2 separate regions of the Ovis aries genome follow, and region 1 is linked to region 2. A link is a contact called in public Hi-C data. All regions are on one chromosome and are shown on one strand. The core of a region is the stretch at or near the end of the contact, and the rest is flanking DNA. Distances in the headings are between cores, read along the strand shown.

Region 1 (6,509 bases), core at 336-2,835, 84 kb after region 2:
GGTTGATTTTCAATATGTCTGTTCATGTCTACTACCCATTTTTTTTTTAAATTTGTTTCTTTACTGTTGAGTTTGAGAATTCTTTATATATTCTGTATACAAGTCTTTTGTTGGTTATGTGGTTTGCAGATTTTTTCTCCAATCTGTGGCTTACTCTAACTCTAGACTCCTTTGCTCTCTCAGGCTCTCACTCCTGTGTTCTCCACTTAGGAAGCCTGTAGGAACATACCTAGGTTTCCCTTAGACTCTTTCTTCCTTTTGATATTTCTTGAAAACTCTCTAGGCATTAAACTTAGGTAATATAGAGCTTGGTTGGGGCTTCCCAGGTGGCTCAGTGATAAAGGATCTGCCTGCCAACACAGGAGTCACAAAAGGCACGGAATCGATCCTTGGTTTGGGAAGATCTCCCTTCAGTAGGAAATGGCAACCCACTCCAGTATTCTTCCCTGAAAAATCCCGTGGACAGAGGAGCCTGACTGGCTACGGTCCATAGGGTGCAGAGTCAGACATAGACTGAGCACGCAGTATAATACAGAGCTCACCTTATTTTTTCCTCATCTCTCAGGAGTCATTGTCCTTCATTGCCTCATGTTCAGTGTCTTAAACACCAGTGTTTTGCACATTTGTCTGATTTTTTAAATTATTTCTGCCAGTAATATAAATATCATTCCTGTTATTCCAAGTTAGTCAGAAGTGAAATCCCCATCCCACCCTCAGAATTTTCAATAACACTAGGAACATCCATTGTTATTAACTACTGTCCAAAAATTCCTTCCTTTCTCAGGTTGTTTTAAAAAGGGTGGGAATGAGGTGGGAATGGAGGCTAAATATAACTCAGACAAAAGATACTTCTGATGTTGTTCAGTGTCTCTTGAAGCTCAGGTCCTTTCAGAAGTTTGCGAATCAATCAGATACAGGTTTAGAGCTAGAAATAGGTCAGCTACCATAGAACACAATGATGATGTGAAAATATTTTTGTGACACTTGTGTGTGATGATATATCCTTTCTTGTTCAGGTTTCTATTTGGATGTAATGCTAGATTCTGGATATTTTCGAATATCTTTATTCTTATCCTTACAGTCCTTTTCTTGAAAGAATGACCATATATTTAAGATCATAGTTTCTTTTATCTAAAGGGTAGAGTTAACCAGTTTAAGAAGCTGCTTTTTAAGCTTAGGTGCATCTAGCTGGGTAATTCTCCTTTGACCTTTATTATTAGTTTTGGAGCTTATATCAGAGCTTTTGATGTTTTAATATGTATACAAGTGTTTCTTAAAGAGTGTGCTCTGCATTTCAAAACTGCACTTGCCTATATAAAATTCAAAGAGATAAGCGTCACCACAGGATCATGTAGCTATCAAACACTTGAAGGAAATACTTCTTTGGAGTTATTTTGTGGAATGAGGACACATTTCAGCAATTAGGTAACTGAGCTCTGGAAATCTGCTAGAGCCACCTTTAGAATAGAGCTGTCTCTGCTTATGCTAGTCTCATTAGGAAAGTTTTACTTCTATTCCCAGTCTATTGCCTCTGCTGATGTACAGGGGCGTAGCTTGGTATATTTATTAGTCAGCTGATTTTCCGCAGTGTGTATCATGGATGCATTGCACAGAATGGTTACTCAGTGAGTGAGTACTTGTTGCATGAGTGAATGAATGCCTTTTCATTGAGTCATCTTTCCTTTTCTTTCTATCTCTATCCTTTTGATCATTTTTCGGTCTGCATTTCCTCTAGAGGGTGGAGAGAGAAGGCAAAAATGATGAACCAGAAATCATTGTTGTTTGTAAATAACTCAGATAAGGAAAGAGTACTGTATGAGAAGAAATTGAAACTCCTGCCTAAAATGAGGTTTTTGAATTAATACTGGATTTCACTTCTCTATTTTCTTGCCGTTACTAATGCTGAACTGGTGTTTTGCTTTTCTTCAGCATCCTGAGCAGCTTTTTTCTCTTTAGTTTATAGCTGGTGATAAGAGAACTCCATGGACTGTATAGTTCATGGGGTTGCAAAGAGTCAGACATGGCTGCGCGACTTTCACTTTCACCTCACTTTCACATGCTGCTTTAGTTTTCATTTTTATTTCTAATTTTTGTAACCTTTTCTTTTCTATGTGGAGTTCTCTTCTACTTCTTTATTCCTTACATATTGGTGTATCCTGAAACCTCTGCTCACCTTTCTAGGCTTTTCTGCTGTTAATCTGCCAGTGTTCTCACCATGCACTCTCCCTTTAAAATCCAAGGTTTCAGCTCTGTCACAATCTGGTGGTCTAGTTATCCAGTTCCATCAGTGTAACTGCCTACTGGGCACTTTGTCAGTATATCACATATACCATGTTTTAAGTAGAGCTTTATTCTTTCTTTCTTTCTTTACAGACTGACTATTCTCCTTCAAAATGCATATCTTAGAATACTGAGAAATGTCTGTTTACCCCTGTTGTTCTCAAACTTTTTGGTATTATAATGTCTTTACACGCTTAGAAATTATCAAAGCCTCCAAAAGAGCTTTTTTTAATGTAGGTTATATCTATCAATATTAATGTATTAGAAATTAAAACTGAGAATTTTAAAACACATTAGTTCATTTAAGTATGGTAATAAATCCATTACATGTTAACATAAAAGTGAACTAAATATTTTTCCCCACAACAGCAACAACATTTATAAGAAATGTGTCATTGTTTTTAATTTTTCCAAATAATTTAGTGTTGGGGTTAATAGAATACAGATGAGTCTCATATCTGCTTTTCATTCAATTAGTTGTGATATTATATGTCATGTAGCTTTCGGAAAATGCTCTTGTATATCTTTGAGATACACGAAAAGGGTGAATAAGGTTTAACATGCTTATAAAAATGGTTTTGATCTTGCATATTCCTTCAAAAAGTTGTAGGAATTCCCAGGCCACACTTTGAGAGCTGCTTTTGTCTCTGGCTGCCTGGATGTCCTCTTTGACTTCTCCCTATCATCACACTTATCTCCTGTGTCACCATGTCTTAATGATTCTGCCTCCTTAATGCTTCTTGGATCAGAGTCCCTTCATTCTCCAGCCAGAATGCTTATCTCGTCTTTTCCCTAGTTAGTGTCTCTGCCTCTAGTTTATCTGCTTTCTTAACCCATTACTTTTGTAGCAAAAGTAATCTTTTTAAAATAGAAGTATAATCATGTGTCTCCTTTCTGGATGTCCTTTATAAGTTTCCCATTGCTTTAGTTAGTATAACAGATTTATGTACATATATATATATATAATTGGTTGTGCTGGGTCCATGTAGGATCTAGTTCCCTGCCCAGGAGTTAAACCTAGGGCCCCTGTATTGAGAGTGTGGAGTCTTAGCCACAGGACCACCGAGAAATCCCACTACACAAGATATTTCATGAGCCTGTTTCCACTAACCTCTAACTTCTTTTGTAGCCACTTTTCTGTGAGTGTCTTATGGTATAGCTTTTTTTATGCAATACTTGCAGTTCTGAGAAAGCATCATGGTGACCCATATATCTTTGTTAATGGTATTATTGTTTGTTGGGTTCACATTATGTTCCTGGCATTATTCTTTGCATGTATTATCTCATTTAATCTTCACACAGTCTTCCAAATGAAGTACTTTTACCATTTCATTTTATAGATGAAGAAACTGGAGTTTAGAGAGATTAAGTATCTGGCTTCACATCATCCAGTCGTTAAATATGGAATCTAGATCTGTTTCTCCATTTCCTCTGTTTTGCTGTTTTTCCTTGAGGATTAGGCTTAAGCATCGCCTCCTTCTGAAAGCCTTCTCTCCAGTGTGATTTAGATGACCGCTTCCTCTATTCCCATTTAACCTTGTGAGCAGCTCTAGCTAGCACTTAGCACATGAGAATTTACTTATTTGTCTCCTATACCATTAATTTTCCTAGTAGGTACAGGAAGGGAACTTCATTCTTCTGGCATAGGATAATTAGTCTGCATCCCAGAATGTTTATCTCTAAAAGGAGAATGCATATTGAGGGCCTTAAAACCTAATGTCAGTCTGGACCTACTTAACTCTGTTCATTCTATACCAGCAAGGCCCTCAATTTCAGAGAAACCATAAAACAGTTAAGAATATTTCTATTTTAATTCTTCCAAATTTAAAAAATAGTGTCCCTGATCTTAGTTTTGGTTTTTGTTGTTTAGTTGCTTAGTCTTTTTCAACTCTTTTGCACCCCAATGGACTGTAGCCCACCAGTCTCCTTTGTCCATGGGATGTCCCAGGCAAGAATACTGGAGTGGGTTGCCATTTCCTTCTCCAGGAGATCTTCCTGACCAGGGATCAAATACACATCTTCTGCTTTGGCAGGCGGATTCTTTACCACTGAGCCACTCAGGAAAGCCCTAAGGGAAACTGAGGCACCAAGAAAATAAGTAACTTATCCAACATCACACAGTTTTTAAGTGGCAGGTGTGGAATTAGAAATCTCTAAAAACTATACTGTACAGAATACTGAATCCTTTTTACCCAGGATCTCATAGTACAGTCATTGTTAGGATAAAGGTAAGTGAGGAATAGAGGTAAAATTATATGGTGCAACTCTGCTGTCATGATCTTATAGAAAGTGATGATTTACTGTAGATTTTAAAAAATGTGTTTTCTTTCTAAAACACCATCTTTTTAGTATGAATGAAAGGATCTTTCATGTTATCTTTATTACAAAATTAATATCAGTCTGAGCTTCCTGCCCAATTTAATTCTTACTTTCCCAGTGAATAATAGCAACAAGAAGTCTCACATTTTAGTTGAGACTTAGAAAGCTGATAATCATTTTTCTTCTCCTAGCAACTTACATTAGGTAATTCCAGAATCCTATTTTCTTAATTTATTTGAGAGAGACATCTCCCCAACCCACCCCCCCCCCCGATCCTTTAAGCATTGCTGTGGATGTTTAATTTTGAGAATGCTAATTAGCTTCAGTAATCATACACCTTGAGGCATGTCTAGACATTTATAGCTTTGTATTTTTGGTTTGGAATAGGATGTGTTGGAACTTTTTGCCTTTTGTGTCTTTTTTTTCTTTTTTCAAGAAAGCTTTGAATTTAGTTCATGGAGGAGCTTGTTAATCTAAATTCAGTCATGGAATTTAGGGCTATTGCAGATTTATTTAGCCAGTATCCAGGAATATGATGCTTATTTTTTGCTAATAGTATTTTGAAGTCACCAAAAGTAGTTCTTTAAGATGATGCCTTATGTTGTAGATGGGTTTTGGAATCAGACCAATATGGAGAATGTAATTTTATTAAACACCCAGCCTAGTTTTAGGGTTTGGAATCCGAAAGCACATCCACAACAGGTCCCCTTTGTTGACACGTTTTTAATTCTCAGTTATTTAGGGTATGCTGCTACACTATCTTTTTACCAGCCTTCCTTCTGTTTCTCTGAAAGTGTTAGGTACAACGTTGTCAAAGTTTTAGTCTGTTTCGGAATAGATTTGTTTCCAAATTACCTGCTTCTGCCACAATATTTTAACCTTTAGTTTGAAAATGAGCATTCACCAAAGAGATAAGTGGATTGGTTTAAGAAAATTTGAATGTCATAATGTTTCTTAGAAAAGATTTTGTTTATTTATTTGTGGCTGCGCTGGGTCTTCATTGCCAGGCAGGCTTTCTCTAGTTGTGAATGGGGGCTACACTTCGCAGTGGTTGCATGGGCTTCTTACTGCAGTGGGTTCTCTTGTTGCAGAGCACAAATATAGGGGTGTGGGCTTAAGCAGTTGCAGCTCTTATGGGCCCAGAGCACTGGCTCAGTAGTTGTGACAAATGGACTTGGTTGCTCCATGGCATGTGGGATCTTCCCAGACTAGACCTGTGTCCCCTGCGTTGACAGGCGGATTCTCAACCACTAGACCACCAGGGAAACCCCCATAATAATGTTTTTGAGAATGTGATGGGGTGCAGGATATGGTTTGTAGACTTACTTTGAGCTCTTTAAGAGCTGATAGGATTGGCCTCGGCAAGATACAGCGGGCTTAGGGAGAAAAGCATGAGACATGCAGAAAGGTGCTTTTTCCCTAAACTGCTCTTTTGGATATCTTTCTACTACATCCCATCATATTTGGAGCTTAAAATAAGAACTTCAGCATAATTTAGTTAATTAGATTATACTCTCTGGTAGGATTATGTGTGAAATTACTGAGTATTTTTAGTATCCCTGTGCAGGAAGGTGAGTCATCAAGTTAAGGAGGACAAAATTGTCCTTATACATACTCTACAGTTTCAGTTAGTTTCATTTTTAAGGAAGCTGTTCTGAAATTAGAGGAAGCAGCTAAGTGAAACAGCCATATATAAATAATTCATTTTCTGGTTATGCCAGACTTGCTTACATGTGATATTGATGTTGAGGTATCAGGTAACCATTCCATACTCACTTTTTGTAGTCAGTGGTTTATTAACAATGGTTTATTTGTTACGCCAGGAACTGTCTGAGAGTAAGGAATATAACAGTGAAAAGAAAAGGAAAAATCCTTGCCCTTGTACAGCTTACATTTTTTCCCCCCAGTTT
Region 2 (6,828 bases), core at 124-2,623:
AGCCAGGTGGGGGGGACACTGGCCACTGCAGAAATTCAACCGGTACCCCTCGGGTTGCAGGATCCAATCCCGCCATCCCAGCTCCTGGAAGTCTACATAATGGTCTCGCCGACAGCATAAGGGGGTCGCCGGCTCACAGCTGGGGGTCCTCCTCCTGGCCCGGGCTGCTCCAGGCCATTTGGGCCGAGTCTTAAGTTCCAGGAAGGGCCGCTGCTCTCCCGCTGAGTCCAGGAGCTGTGGGGCGACAGTGCGGTTGCCTTCTAGGGAACTGCAGTCCAGTCGGAGTTTCAAGACACCAGACTCCTCACGCTTCAAGCCGCTAGAGGGCAGAGTCAGGGCGTGCCAGCCCGGGGTTGTCAACTGGTGCTCAGCCAGAAAGACGCGGGACCCTCGGCCTCTCCTCCTGCCCCCCCATCGGAAAATCCTCAAGGAAAGAGGGCCGGGAAGGGTGGGGAGCACATGCAGCCAGAGGCGAGCATGATACAGGTGATGGGACCGAGGAGTGGACAGGTGGAAGGTGAGCGTGGAGCTGCAGGTGGCGGTGGAGGAGTCTGCCAGAAAGATGGAGAAGGGATTGGAGAATGTGAGCGGAGATGATGCTGTCCCGTGAGACTCCCAAGAGCCCTGCCCGCCGCTCTCGCCAGCTCCCAACTTCGGAAGAAGCAGGGACTCCGAGGCCAGTCCGGCTCCAGTTCCTCCTCTTCCTTCCAGACCCGACTCCCTCTGCTCCTGCTATCATTGTCGAGTTCCCCTTCTGCCTCCCTGCCCTGTCAGCTCTCTGCCTGTCTCTCCTTCACCCACCTGTGAGGACTGCAAAGCTGATGACCTGCTCCCCATTCGCTGGAGCCACTCTTCCCCGCTGCAGTCTCCGGAGGGCTCTGGTGAGCACAGCCGGGGGTGGAGGATGAGTCATCCGGGGACGACTGGTCAGCTGTAGTCCCTCGAGGATTTGCTGCTTGGCCAGCTTGAGGACCAGAGCTCGCTCTGCTTGGGGTGCCAGTGTGGGGCCCCCACAGGACGGACACGCAGACCCTGCCACCTGTGCCCACACCAGTGCCCACAGCAGCACCAGTTGGAGCTGGACCTTGTGGAGTCCCATGGCCTTGGTGGTGAACAGCCCAGGGTCAGGTCGGGGGCCTTGGAGGACCGTTGCTCCTCCTGTCGAGTCTGGCTGTGTGGAGGCCAATGAGGAGGACACGGCAGCTGCAGCCACCAGTGCCACACCTACCCTTGGCCAAGGGTAGAGCCACCTGTCTTCTGTTGCCTGGAACTCAGGAAGGCAGACAGTGGATGGTCCAATGGGTAGCGATGTTCAGTGCAGTCTGCCAGTTCGACCCTCACAGCTCATGTCTGACTACTGACCGGGGCCTCTCTGGAGCCAGCAGCCTAGGGCTCCCTCACCTAGTGGTCAGCAGGCAGACCTACCCTCTGAGCCCCAGGATTGGCCAGCTGTGCTGCCCATCAGGCCCCTGCCGTGGGTGGAGGTTCCCCCCTGGAGCTCAGGTTTCACCATCTGGCCCTGGTCACGGAGCTTGAGGTAGGGGTGGGGGGGTGGGGGGCGATGTGGACACGTATGATGCAAGAAGGAGGAGGATTTCACAGGCTCAATCCCCAAGGTCTGGGGCTCGGGGGAGGGAGCTCCATGTGAGCAAGGAAGGAAGGTCACTTCCCCCCATACCTCCAGTCTGTCTAGCTCCTGGCCTCCACTGTTGCAGCAGTTTCCATGAGGCAGCTGGGAGTCTCAGTGGTTATTTTTCTGGGCTAGAAGGAGAACTTGGTTCTTTTTGATTTCTAGCAATGGGGCTGGGACAAGGGCGAGAGGCCGGGGGGCTGGCGGTAGGAATGGAGTCCTCTTGCCCAGGCCAAGGTGGCAGTGTCATGGGGCACAGAAGTTACCTCCTGACCTTGCCTGTGCTGGCTGCCCAGAGTCCAGTTGGACCAGAGCACAACGTGGACGAGGGCTGGAGCCTGGGCGGGGGATGGCATGTCACTGTGATGTCTGGGGAAACCTGGAGAGGTGGGGGTGGTGGTGATGCAATATTACATCAGGGCAGAGTCCATCAAGGATGGCAGAAGGGCATGAGACTTGGAAGGGCCTGTCCCAGACATTGGTTCTCTTTCAGGGGACTCCAAGAGCTGCCTAGATTTGGGGTATCCTAGGAGTGGTGCCAGCCTTGGTTAATGATGGGACATTGAAGATTTATGAGCTTTTAAGAACAAAACATAGCCAGTATAGCAACCTGAGTCCCAACCCCAGCCTTCCTTATCACACTCCTCACTGCCTTTAAATGAGAGGACCAAGGCCTCATGTCATCAGCCTTTCTCCTTATGCCCCAGTTTCTTCAAGAAGCTGGGAGGAAGTGAGTGTGTTTTGGGAAATGGGCCCCTATTCCAGTTTGTTAATCTCCCGGCTATTCAGCCATTGGGGGCTCTCAAGATAGACTGCTAGATTCTGGCACAGGGGAAGAGAGGTGGCACTTTGGGGGCCGGGACTCAGTACCGCCAGTGTCCACCATGTGGCAGTGCTGAGCCGCTGGACAGCAGAGGGCTTAGCGCTGACCAGCTTCCCAGGGAAGGGGCTGCTCTGGGATGTGGAGAAATTCAGAGGGCTTGCTTCCCCACCTCTCCCTCTGGGGACCCTGCCTCTACGCAAGAAGAATGAGAAGCTGGTGCCTCAGCTCTCTCCGCTTGCCGCTGCCGGAAAGCTGAGGCTGTCATCAGGACCACATCACTGCTACCTTCAGTTCAGTTTTGGACCTCATCCCTGACATGTGGCAATGGAGGGCAGTGATGGGTGCCATGCTACAGCACCTGTGGTGGGGAGGGGGCCAATGAGACTTTTAGACCCTCTCTCCACCCTGCCTTTCTCCCTAGATCTTGAGTCATATTCAAGTCCCTTTGGCCAGGGCTCTGCCGAGCTGCCAGGGCCCTCTCTGTTGGTCAAGCTTGTGAGTGACAGCCCTCTCACCCCCTGGGGTCTGGACCCTAGAACTGCAAAGCTCAGGTTTCTGCCTGTGGCGCTGTCTCCGAGGGCTAACCTGTGGGTGAGCCTGAGTCAAGGGAGCATCCAGAAGTGACTGCAGGAGTCACCAACCCCATTCCTCCCCTGACCTCTCTGTCAGGTGCCCCCAATTTCCAGCTCTTCTTACCCTCTTGCTGCTGTGCATGGCCTGCCCCTACCTCCCCAGTGACACTTACGTCAGAACCCAGCTATAAATATGCTCTTAGCATCTTAGTCACTTTTCCCAAGAAGTGCTCCCAGGTTATAAATACCCCAGCCATCTGCCTCACAGGCCCGCCCTACCACCAACCTGGCTGGGGGCTGGGGGGTAGCGACAGGCTTGAGAGTGGGTGAGGAAGTAGAAGGAGCCTGAGTGAGTATCTTGCCCTACAGAGAAAAGCCTGAGGAGCCTAGTGTCAGGGGCCAGGGAGCGCTGGAGGAAAAGGTTGGGAAGAGGACAATTCCACTGTTTCTTCTTTGTCAAAAGCAGAGCCAAAAAAGAGAAGGAATAGTACTGATTCCTGTTACATTTAGTTTATTTTAAAATTTGCTATTTTGTTCATCTTGGATATTTTTGCATTGATTTTTAAAAAAAATATTGCATTAAAATATTATTTATCTTGACTGATGGAATTTTTGACATCCCCTTAAAATTCTGTCTCCAAGGCAAGTACCTCACTTCACCTCACCTTAGTCTTGACCCTGGGGACTGAAGCTATAGTTGGAAGGAGGGCGGTTAGATTTGGGAGGAGGTGGATTTGGGGTGGGAAACAGTGGTGGAAGAGGGCAGCCAAGCACCAGAAGGCTTCCTTAGATTCTCTCCTTAGGTTAAGATCTCATAAAGTCAAAGGACAGAGAACTTCTGAGCGAGTAAGCATTTGCTCACGAAGCCCGCAGCTCAGATTTGCCTTTCTCCAGGAGGTCTTTCAGACTGTATCCTTTAGGGTGCCTTTTCCAGGGACCTCAGACCTGGATAGGAGGGGGTTATATGCTGAACAAACACAGACAGCACGTTTCCCAAAGGACACATGGGTTTTGCACAATCTCGGCCTTGGGTTGCAGACAATATCGACCCAATGGTTCAGGGCTGTCCAGCTAACAGGGGTGGGGGGGCAATGGTGGGGGAAGAGGGCAAAGGTCTGGAGAGGACCCAGTCTCAGAGCAAATACCTCCCTCTCCTCTCCGCAGACTTTCCTTTTCTTCTCCCCATCCTACTCAAGTGGCCCTTGGCCAGTTCCATCTCCCAGACAGGACTCCTGGCTGGAGCCCTGAGGATCAGTGAAGGAAGGCTGCCTCGTCTCTGCCTCCCACCATGTGTGTGCCCACAGGTTGTCACCTACTTGCTGGCTGAGCAGTGATCTGTCTCATCTCTTGGACCGAGGACAGAGGGAGGAGAGGAGCAAGTAAAGCCCAGGTCTTTATTAGCTGGAAGACCAGTGAAGATGGTTCTAGGAAGTAGGATGGGGCCTAAGAAAGGAGGCAGCCTGGGGAAGGAGGAGTCATGATGTGTGGGACAGACATAAAGTTCAGCCCTAAGGAGACTGTGAGGAGAGAAAAGTGGGCAGGGCAGGCAGGCTCTGTGTTATCGGGGGTACCAATCAGGGTCCTGGCAGGAAATAAAAGACCCACTCAGCTGTCTATGTTGGCATCACTAAGAAGACTCAGTGAAGGACCTCTTTTCAGAGGTATGGGCAGGCTTAAGGGAACTGAGGAGGGATGTTGAAGCACCCAGGAACTAGCAAAAGGCAGATCAAAGGCTAAGAGGAGACAGAGGCCAGCGTGTTTCTTACTCCTTTCCCTCTGCCTAGGTTCCATGGTTCTGTGTAACTATGGCTATGCCTATATCCCTACAACTCCTGTCCAGCTCCCCACCCCCTCCACAGCTCCAGCTCTGCCTAAGTTCTGGTATCCTTGCTTCCACGCTCTTGGCTTGTAAGAGCTTTCCATTCTTGCTAGTTTGCTAAGCCAGTCAAACTCGGCAGGAAGCCAGAGGCCAAAGGAACTCAGGTGAGTCTGCCCCCAAGGGTACAGAGCCGGACGGAGAAGGACAAAGAGTGAATGAAGGCATGCCAAGAGAGGCTTCAGCAACCCACTGGGCAAGTCAGAGGGAAAAGGGCTCAAGACATAAACAGGATGTAATGTTTGGTGAGTCTAAGGGAGGGACTCTCTGGAGATCCAGAAAAGCAAGGAACAGGGCTGGCCAATTCATCCTGTAGTGGGGGATGTGCAGTAGAAAGGGCAGGGAGGCACTGTGGATTGTGGGCGGGATTGCAGTGGGGCTGTGGGTGTCTGTCTGGGACTCAGATGGCACTGCTCATGGTAGGAGATGGATCAGAGTCCCTGGGGTGGCAGTTGAGCACATGGGGCTTGCTGAATGGACTCTGCCCCAGAAAGGGGCTAGTCATTATGAAGATGGTACCGTGGGTCTCCTTAGATCACATCTAAGGAGATGTGATGAAGGTCTCCTCACATCAAAGTGGGGATAATTTCCCCAAGTTGCTCAGGAAGAGGGTGTCCATCTTCTGGACAGAGGCAGTAAGAGGGCCACACCCTACTATCAAGGAAGAGCACCTCCGTCAGGGTGTGTTTGCCTGTCCCCCCTTCCCCCCAGCTGCCTGTGCCACACACAGACTAACTGCACCCACAGGCCTCTACCACCATGTCAGGTATGTCAGTCTTGACAATGTTGCTGTCCCTGTCATAGTAGAGCAGAGAGAGGGGGCGCCGGATGGTGGGCACACAGCATGAACTCCCTCTGGTGGTGCCTGCAGCTGTGTTGACCTTGAGAAGATTGAGCACAGAGGTGTAAAAGGAGGCGGCGATGCCAGGCATGCCTGCCACGTGCAGGGGGCACTGCCCTGTGCAGAAGTTCATCGCGTAGCCCTCAGGCTGGATGATCCAGTCGTGCCATCCGATCTCCCGGAAGTCCACGAAGAACTCCTGTCGACAGCACATCCTGGACCTGCCCTGGCAGTCGATGCCTCGACGACGAAGCCGGTGCTTGCCCCCGACTCTCACCCGAGCTGTCACGAAGGGCCTATGTGCAGCCCCAGCCAGGATGACTGGGCTCCAGGCCACCTGTCCTTCGGGGGCCAGCTCCAGGGTCAGGTGCCCCTGGCTATAAGCAGTCTGAGCTTCAGGCCCCAGGAGAAGCTGGTGCCAGCCACTGTCGTTTACCTCCAGCAGGTGCTGAGTGGCCGAAGTGAGGTTGGTGTCACGTGGGCTGAGCTCAAGGACCCTCACCTTCAGAGGGCAGGTGGTATTGGGAGGGAGCTGTACAAAGAACATGAGGCTGGCCTGCTGGACCTCCAAGCCACCAGCTGAGCTGTCAGAGGAGAAGTGGAAATCCAGACGAGTCTGGGTGGTGTTGCAGAGGCCTGTGGACACAAGAAGCCCCAGTCACTGTGGTCTTCTGAGTGTCAGTTCTACCTGCTACCTCCCTGTGAGTTCCTTCTCAGCCACAGTCCTGGCACTGTTAAGGACCCTTTCCTTCTTAAAAATCTCTTCTCACAACTCTCTTAGGATTCTTCCTTAATTTTCTTTACCAGCTTTTCTTTCTCTGACCATCCCTCCAGTGCAAGAGTTCTTTGGTCTGTCTTTGACCTTCATTTCCTCTTTTTTTTTTAACCCTTATTTCCCCAACCACGGATTGAGCTTGCCCACCCCCATGCAGTGGAACCTCGGAGTCTTAAGCACTGGACCCCCAGGGAAGTCCCATTTCCTCTTACTCTACACTGAGGGGAGCCCTGACCCACAGTTGTGGGCAGCCAACACAAATCTTATACTGGTGATTCCTGAATCTGTCAGTCCAGTTCAGACCATTTTGC

Evidence for each region. Hi-C and Micro-C count contacts between places; a contact is called where the count stands out from the background.
Region 1: a Hi-C map of hypothalamus shows a contact between it and region 2, with 4 times the contacts expected there. The contact joins the enhancer-like site here to the promoter of INHBE in region 2. A contact is called at or near these places in 9 of 16 Hi-C or Micro-C datasets (blood, hypothalamus, liver and 5 more).

The regions. Positions count from the first base shown.
Region 1 is chr3:162,267,751-162,274,259 of ARS-UI_Ramb_v3.0, forward strand. All of the region lies in intron 3 of R3HDM2 (R3H domain containing 2), which reads left to right. Among named protein-coding and RNA genes, the nearest start is that of R3HDM2, 62 kb to the left of the region's middle. Within about 2 kb of position 1,586, at least 6 of the 54 cell types and tissues checked have an H3K27ac peak or open chromatin away from gene starts, as enhancers often do.
Region 2 is chr3:162,183,628-162,190,455 of ARS-UI_Ramb_v3.0, forward strand. It overlaps INHBE (inhibin subunit beta E), which reads right to left and starts at 1,374. Exons shown (of 2, transcript XM_004006544.5): 1 at 802-1,374; 2 at 1-551. The coding sequence starts at 1,099. INHBC (inhibin subunit beta C) reads right to left here. Exons shown (of 2, transcript XM_004006545.6): 2 at 3,520-6,378. The coding sequence ends at 5,633.